Linked DNA regions of Canis lupus: region 2 is linked to region 1. Evidence: chromatin contacts called from public Hi-C data. All regions are on one chromosome and are shown on one strand. Each heading gives the region's core, a stretch centred on a gene start, on an enhancer-like site or on the middle of the called end of the contact. The rest is flanking DNA. Distances are from core to core; before and after follow the strand shown. Region 1 holds the start of NEK1 (serine/threonine-protein kinase Nek1). Region 2 holds the start of MFAP3L (microfibrillar-associated protein 3-like).

Region 1 (4,277 bases), core at 915-3,414:
CTGGAGTCTGGAAGTCTGAAGATTAAGGTGTCCATAAGGTTACACTCTCTCTTCAAGGGCTCCAGGGAAGAATTCTGAAGCTGTTTCTTCCAGCTTCGGTAGCCCCAACTGTTCTTTAGCTTTTGACAGCCTAACTCCAATCTCTGTCTCCATCTTCACATAGCCATACTCCTGTCTGTGTCTCTTCTTATAAAGGCACTAATTACATTGAATTAGCCCATCCTAATTACCTTACCAGATCACATGTAAAGAATATATTTCCAAATGAAGTCATATTTATGGGGTGGGGGAGAATCTTTTGAGGGAACATAGCCTATAATAGCCATTGCTTACTCTTAATTTGAAAAACTAAAAAAAATACTAATGTGCAACATTCTACAAGACAACATTCTTGCTCTCTTTAAAACATCAGTATCATGAAAAATTGGGGTAGGAGCTGAAGATTAAAAGATTTAAGAAACATAAATGCAATGCTTGAAACCTGATTGGATTCTGGTTTGAAAAAAAAGCTGCAAATATGTTTTTAACAACTGGCAAAATTTAAATATGATTAGTTATTAGATATCAGGGACTTACTGCTAATTGTCCTAGTGGTGTTGGGGAAGATGTTACTTTTAGGAGATGCATGTTTAAGTATCTAAGGATAATGTGTAATGTCTGCATCCTACTCTACATGCTTCAGGGGGGAAAATCCTAATGTAGATGAAGCAAAATATTGCAGAATTTTTTAATGTCGGTGACTGATCCTGTCATGTCCATATCAATGTCATTTTCAGCTATTTTAAGTGGAATTTAGACATCACAAACATAAGTTTTTAGTATTTATCATATACTTTAAAGAAATGAAAACCCGCTGAATATGGGCATGCAATGTCCATGATTCAGGTTTTCTGGCTGTTTGGATATTTTTTATTTTTAAATTTTATTTTATTTTTTAAAGATTTATTTATTTAGTTATTCATGATAGAGAGAGAGAGGCAGAGACACAGGCGAGGGAGAAGCAGGCTCCATGCCAGGAGCCCGACGCGGTACTCGATCCCGGGACTCCAGGATCACGCCCTGGGCCAAAGGCAGGCGCTAAACCGCTGAGCCACCCAGGGATCCCCTTATTATTATTATTTTTTAAAGATTTTATTTGACACAGAGAGAGAGAGCCAACGCACAAGCAGGGAGAGCAGCAGGCAGAGGGAGGAGAGAGGCAGGCTCCCTGCTAAGCAGAGAGCCCCAACACCTGGGGCGCAAGGTGGGACTATCCCAGGACCCTGAGATCATGACCTCAGTCCAATGCAGAGGCTTAATCCACTGAGCCACCCAGGTGCCCCACGGATATTTTCAAAACAACCTTGGGGGAAAAACTACTTACAAAGCTCTCCAACCATCCAGTTACCTACGGTAAAACACAAACTCTTCGGCATAACCGCTGACTTCTGCATCAGCATCTCGACTCACTATCCCCAGGCTACATCGTGCATATTATATCCAAGTAACGCCAGGATAACATAGAACTAACTTTCCATTTCCTCCTCCCTTGCCTGCCGTTCCTACCAGGTTGTTTGCTCCTCCCTCTGCCCCAACTTTTCCCAAATTGCAGATCAGACGTCACCTCCTCCGGGAAGGCTTCTTCTCACACTGCTGTCCCAGGGGAGGGCTCAGGACTGCACCGCAACGTAAACCCCTATGAGCTCGGGGGTCGGGTTCACGAATGCTGGCCGGCACACATTAATTTAATGAAGGTGAATACATTCAAGTCCACCGTGTAAAATCCTCGAATGGCACATTTTCCCCAATAGCTGATTTCCAAGCATCATTTTTGAGCTGGGTTAAACTGGGTCATCAGCTTCGTCTACAGGTGTGTCGGGCTCAGGACCCTCAACCACACGGAGAGCGCGTTGAGCCCGCTGCACCCCCGCCGGCCGCCCGCACGCAGGCGAAACCCGGCGCCCGAGGCCACTTCTCTCCGTCTGTTTCGGGACCACAGCTGGCGGTGATTTTCCGCGCGGCTCCGGTCTCTCCCGCCGGCGTGGAGCGGGGAGCTCCGGGAGATGCCGGGAACTGCCTTCCGAGAACGTTCCCCGAGGCGGCCGCCTCCCGCCCCTCCGAGAGGTCACCGGCGGGGCCACCCGCGAAGCGTGAGCGACGAGAGCCGGCTGCGGGAGAAGGTCTGGCGCCCCGGGCCGCCCCGCAGGGCGCACACCCCGCCCGGCCCCTCCCCTCCCCCCGCCGCCGCAGCCCCGCCCACCGCCTCACTCCACCCAATCGGCGCGGCCGGCGGAGGACGGCCTCGGCGGCCCGACGCCGAGCGGCCGTTCACGTCGGCGCGCTGACGTTACGCGCAGACGCACCTGTCGGGCTCCCCTTACGCGGCTCGGGGCCGGGCTGGTCCGGAGCCCACAGCCCCTTTTCCCAGCCCCAGTCCGTCCGCGGCCGGGAATTGGGTTGCGTAATGAGGCCGGAGGGTGTGCTGGGCTGAAAGGCATAGTCTTTTTCGTTTCCGAGTCGGAGCACGGGTTCAGTTTGAGTCTCTTAAGAGGGAAGTGAGGTTGGAGATTTTTATTTTTTAATGTGGGGTGGAAGCAGTTGACTCTAGGGCCCTCCGAAGGAAGCGGATTGAACTTAATGCTGCTCCCGTGTTGGGAGGAGGACAAAAAAGGTCCCGCCTGGCAAAATTTCCGTAACCATCAGTAGAAAATCCAAGGTACCGTTTAAACTGCAGTAGTGTCCGTGGAGTCCAGCCGTCTCCAGGTGGAGCTCCCAGGGTAGCTAGGTTTTTAGGTTTGGAACAGATGCAGAATCCAAAGGCAGCGCAAAAAACAGCCACGGATTTTGCTATGCCTCTGAGCTGCAAGGTGAGTGACCTGGCACGTTCACGGGTTTGGGTCAGCTGTGATGCCAGGGCTCTCGTCTTGGTTCATCTTAGAACAGGCAGCCTAAATGATCAGGCGTATACGTATCCTCGACATTCCTGAAGATTTCTCCTGTTTCCTTTAGGAACTGCAGAAGGGCCTTTGAATACCGTGGAAGTAGGTTCCAGGAAAGATTAATATTGAACTCAAGATAGTGGGTTTTAACTTGCGGTAAAATTGCCCAAAATTTAAAGTTATTATTCAGTTTTTCTATCTTTAGCCTGAATTTATGTGTATATCAAGACCTAGTTCGTGTAGATATAAAACATTTGTTTTGATCATAAACCTGGATCAGAAACTACCTTAGAATCTCAAGTTTTAGTTTTGCATATAATAGGCTTTATTTGTATATTATTTAAAACTGGAGCACAGGAAGATTATACCTTATATGTGTATAAGATTTCTGAGATTTCTTCTTTCTTTTGGAGGAAAAAAAAAAAAAACCTTGTTTTTAAGAATTGAATCTTTTTTTTTCTTGTAATTTGAAAGTTCAGTTCTGCAAACCGTAAACTTTTTTGAGCCATACAATTTACTTACTGCAGCATCATTGTGGCTTTGTCATTGATTATTGAATCTTTCCAGAAATGCTTTACCTTTAATTTCTGAACAGTTTAATTTATAAGATTCTTTTTTTTTTTTAATAAGATTCTTTTCTTGATGAGGTTAGTATGGAAATAATTTAACTGATGTTAAAATTAGTGAATTTTATGTGCCTTTGTGAATCACTAGAGAATATGATCTGTGTAGCTCAAGAGTACATATAAGAATGTGAATGTATAGTTGATTTTCATCATAAAAGTTAATTTTCATCTTTCACCAATCCTGCTGATTGTCGTTACATAGTGTGGCTTAAAAATCGGAAGTGTGACCTACAGATGTTTTCTCAAATTGAGTGTTTTTATGACCTCTGGTTGATAGGAACAGCCACTATTGGCACAATCCAAGGCATCTCCCTCCCACACCCTGACTCCCACACTTTTCAAAGACTGATTCTTTGCTTGGAAAATGGGTGACATTATTTTAAGTCAATTTAAATGTATAGTACTTATAGCTTGGAAATTGTGTTTTAAGCATGTGTTTTCAGTCATACATAGCTCATTAAGAATGTAAAATCCAACTTGGGAAGGGGTATATACAGTTCAGGGGGACAGATTTGCTGAGGTTGTAGTTTTATATTAATAAATTGGTTATTTTCCAGGTTGTGTCGATGATAGGCTTTCCATTTCCTGTCCTGTGACATGTTGGTAATAATTTTCAGACCACTCAGGAAGTCAGATTTGATCTCTGTGGTGGGTCACATACCAAAGCAGTATCCTGTGGCATTTGGCCACTCTCACTGCTTTGTAGAACTTTCATCTGAGTTTCTAGTCAAAC
Region 2 (4,277 bases), core at 980-3,479, 350 kb after region 1:
TTTGAGACACCTGGGTGGCTCAGTGGTTGAGCATCTGCCTTTAGCGCAGATCATGATCCTGGGGTACTGGGATAGAGTCCTACATGGGGCTCCCCGCAGGAGGAGCCTCTGCCTATGTCTCCGCCTCTCTCTGTGTGTCTCTCATGAATAAATAAAATAAAATAAAAATAAAATCTTAAAAAAATTTTTTTTTCACCGCTTTTCCTAACCTTGAAAAAAAATGAGGTTTTTTTTTAGATCCAGAAGGGGACCTACTGGCCTTTACTAAACCTATATGCACATATTCCTAGGCCTTGCTGCTTCCTTTAGGTTAAGAAGAAGCCAAAGCTAAAGGGAGACATTACTGCCTGCCACTTGGGAATGCAGCCTGAGAACCAAGACCTGCTACACAGGATAAGTTGCACAGGTATGCAGTACCTGGAGGCAGACTTTAAACTTGACACATTTTTAAAGAAAAGGGAAGTGCAATTTCTCAAATATTTACATGGATTTTTCTCAAACTTCTAAATTTTTCTATGAATGTACTTAGAAGTACATTTAAGAACAATGAACACCACCAACCAAACCCTTTGGCTAACATGGAAGACTTCAGGCCCAATTTGTAGAAACACTAATCATGCTGTTGCTATTGTTGTCTGGACATTTCAAGCGTTCCTGTTCTTAAATCTTGGTTATGTGCAGGCAAGCATAAAGCCCACTGGGGAAATCACTGAGTATCTGGAATTAGAGCTGGAACCATCTCAGGCCAGAACAAACATTAAAGGCTATTCACAAACCATTGAAAAGTCAACACATCTCCAAAGTCTATTAAGGTCTGTCAAGAATGCAAACAAGAAGTTTTGTAATAAGCTTAATAAATAAAACAACTGAACCTACTAAGTTGTACTTAGGGAAACAGGCTTGAGGATATAGCCTTAGGGGTAGAACCGGTTCCTACTAGAACAAGGACTGTTTACCTCGCTCCCATTAAATCCAACAATCCTAAGAGTGGTAATGGTACTAAATGTTTAGGAAGAACCAAGAGCAGAAACCCCAGTAGGATCTACAAATTGCATTTTTCTGTAAAAGTAAAATACCACTAGGAACTACATCGTTCTAATGTTCTCTCTCTTGAATATAAATCCTCTTCCATCTTGTATTTCATCCTGAACAATTTTACTATGTTCAGCATAGTAGCAACTGAAACAAATGTGTTTCATCTAGAAGCAGAAGTGAGAAACCTTTACAAAAAACACTGAGCTTCTCCAATGCTAGATTTCCAAGTTCTTCATATAAGCTAACACAAAATAAAGATTGCTACAGTAACCAAACTTTTCTGCTAGCAAGTTTCCCTAAAAACAATGACAATTCAACCATAATAGATTATTTTCTACAGTGTGAGCAGATAATGAACCTACATTCTTCTTCTTCTTCCTTTTTTTTTTTTTTTTGCTAGCTTGCTTTATAAATCTTGCAAGTTGCAAACTCAAGTTTTTTGGAGGCGAAGGCAAGTTAATAGTCGAGCTTAAAATAAATCGGCTTTGCAATTACTTTTTTTTTTTTTTTTAAGTCGATGAAGCACGTTTTCCCCATTCCACGCCATGAAGCAATTCGATGTCAACTTGCTATGGAGTCAAATGCGACAAACTCCGCGAGCTCCCGTCGCGAGGCGGCGGCTTGCTGCACCCACAGCCTCCCGCACGCCTGCAGCACCAGGACGCTGCACTCTTAGGCTCCGCACGCAGCATCCGAACTCAGGGCCTCTGGGCCACGGGACGGTAGACCCCACCCCCCCACCCCCGCCCCGGGGAAACTGAGGCACGCTGATCCGAGCCACCTGGCTTCCCCCGAAGGCCCCCGCCGCCGCTCGGCGTTCCCCGGCGCCCCGGCGGCTTGGGAGGCTACTCGGCAGCATCCTGTCTACACCGCGGTCTCGGCCGTAGAAGAGGATGGCACAAGCCTGTCCGCAGCCCGCAGGCCCCCCGGGACCCCCGTACTGGGACCTGGCGGAGCCTCCATCCAGCACCGCCCGAAAGTTCCTGGGCCCCAGCGGCCGCAGCCACCCGGCCGCCCTCCGCGCGCGGGTTCCACCCCCGCCGCCCCCCGCGCCCCCGCCCGGGCCCCCGCGCCCCCGGCCCCCTCCGCGCCGCCTCCGCGCCCCAGCTCACCTGACGCCGCCGCGCCGCTCCGGGGGCCGCCGAGCGCCCCTCGCCATGGCCCGCCCGTGCGGATGCCGCCGCTCCGCCCCGCGCCCGACCCGGCAGCTCCTACCGCGGGCGAGTCGCCTCCGCCGGCGCCGGGGAGCTCCGCGGGCGGGGGCGGGCGCTGCGGGGCTTGCACCTGCGGCAGCCGGAGCGGCCGGTGCCGAGCATGCCCAGTGCGGCCCGCGGGGGCGCGGAGGGGGCGCGGGGGGGGCCGGGCGGCCGGGGGCGCGGCGGCGGCGGCGGCGCGGGGCGGCCGGGGTGTCGCCGCCGGGGTGTCGCCGCCGGGTTTTCGCGGCAGCCACGGGGAGGGGCGGGGCGGGGCGGGGCGGGGCGGGCGGGCTGCGGGTGCGGGGTCCGCCTCCAGCGGGCGCGGGCTCCGGGGCTCTGGGTCCCGCCCCCGCTCGCGCACGCGGCTGCCGCGGGAGCCCGGGGCACCGGCTCTGACGCTGCGGGGCGGGGGCGGGGGCGGGGCTCCCGGGGCCCCAGCGCCCTCCCGGGGTGCCGCGGCGCCCGAGGCGCAGGGAGGCCCGGGAACAGGTGCCCCAGGGTCGCACCCCGGGGCGGACTCCCCCCGGCGCCGAGGCCACCTGGAGGCCTTCCCGGGGCTCCGCTGTCCGTGCGGGAGCCGCGCAGGAGCAGGTGGAGGAGGACGCGGCAGGACCTTCTCTGCTGCCTTCTCAGCGGTGGGGTTCCAGGGATTTTTAATTTTCTTCTGGTTTGATTATTTACAGTTTCTAAGTGTTCTCTAGTGGACGATATGGAGCTTTTATAATAAGATATATTATTCTAAAATTATTATTTAAAAACAGCTGCAGAACTTCGGCAGCGCGATCCTACGATGCAAGCAGCGCCCCCATCCCCCCGCCCCCCACCTTTTATTTATTCATTTATTTAGTTTTTATTTTTAAGACTTGCGAGACGCTATTTGGGGCCGGGACCGGGCTCCTCCCCCCTCCTTTCGGGCCGCCCCGTGGCCCCGCCCAGACCGACCCTTTTACTCCAGGACCGCCCCCTTCTCCGTTGGTTGCTGGGAAAACCCGGAAGGGTGGACTCTCAACACCTGCCGATCCCGGCGGCTCCGGTGCCCGCTGGGCCTGTTCCGCCGCCGGGCCAGGGCCGGCTCACCAGGAGCGAGGCGTCTCTGAGCCGCTCCCAGCCTCTCCCCTCCTTCTCCCCGTCCTTGGCAAACCAAGCAAAGTAGCACCTCCGACCCCCCGCCCCGAGCTGGGACCTGCAAAGTGGGTCAGGACTGGACTGAGCATGCTCCGGACGGGGCCGGGATGCCGCACGCGGCCGCCTGTCGTTGCCCGAGGTGGATGGAGCTGCGCTCCCGTCACGACACTGAAGGTCAGGAGGCAGGTGGAGGCAGGGCCCTGGAGGTGCTGTAGCTTCCACACGTGCACAGGTCGCTTCGACCCAGGCCCTGGTAGGGGAGGCGAGGGCATGGGGTCTGGCTTGCGAGGGACCCAAAAAGCCGGATTTTTTCCTAAAATTTTGAAATTGGAACTATTTTAACATTGGCTTTACGGCATCTCCAATAATAACACATATTAGCTCTAAGAACTTCTCAGCCCGTCTTTCTTTCGAGAAACCTACATCTTTTTTCAAGTATTCTTTACATTTGCACTAGAACCCTAAATGTTAACTCTCTTTATCAAAGATTAAATGTTTGTGCTCAGTTTCAAATAATTCCACGGTACTACGTACCTTTCTTTTTTTCCTTCTTTCAGACCATTCACTGCGACTCCTGTCCACCTCTCTTCAGATTCTCAGAGGATCAGCAGAATGCTCTCGTGCTATCTTAAACAGGCTTGAGGCAGGTGGGGGAAACTTGCTTTTAACGCTCTGTCACAGAAGAGAAGACTGAATTGGAGAAAGATTACAGGAAAGAGATTTTACAGGCTTGAGGTGAATAGACCCAAGAACCCAGAGAGAGCCTTGCACTGAGCCCAGGCAGGTCAGTAGATAGATGTCCGTATTCTGTCTGAGGAGGAAGAAACTAGACAGATGGGTCAGCTGCCCAGTGACGTTTGGTATGAGAGTGGGAGATACCCTCACTAAGAGTTGGCTTCATTTCGACCTCTCCCTCTCATC

Evidence for each region. Hi-C and Micro-C count contacts between places; a contact is called where the count stands out from the background.
Region 2: a contact with region 1 is called in a Hi-C map of skin fibroblasts, with 2.7 times the contacts expected there. The contact joins the promoter of MFAP3L here to the promoter of NEK1 in region 1. A contact is called at or near these places in 4 of 9 Hi-C or Micro-C datasets (blood, liver and skin fibroblasts).

What each region holds. Positions count from the first base shown.
Region 1 is chr25:20,621,937-20,626,213 of UU_Cfam_GSD_1.0, forward strand. NEK1 (serine/threonine-protein kinase Nek1) reads right to left here and starts at 2,165. Exons shown (of 35, transcript XM_038573569.1): 1 at 1,604-2,165.
Region 2 is chr25:20,974,615-20,978,891 of UU_Cfam_GSD_1.0, forward strand. MFAP3L (microfibrillar-associated protein 3-like) reads right to left here and starts at 2,230. Exons shown (of 3, transcript XM_038573589.1): 1 at 2,148-2,230. LOC106557779 (a long non-coding RNA gene) reads left to right here and starts at 2,856. Exons shown (of 2, transcript XR_005378209.1): 1 at 2,856-3,530; 2 at 3,914-4,277.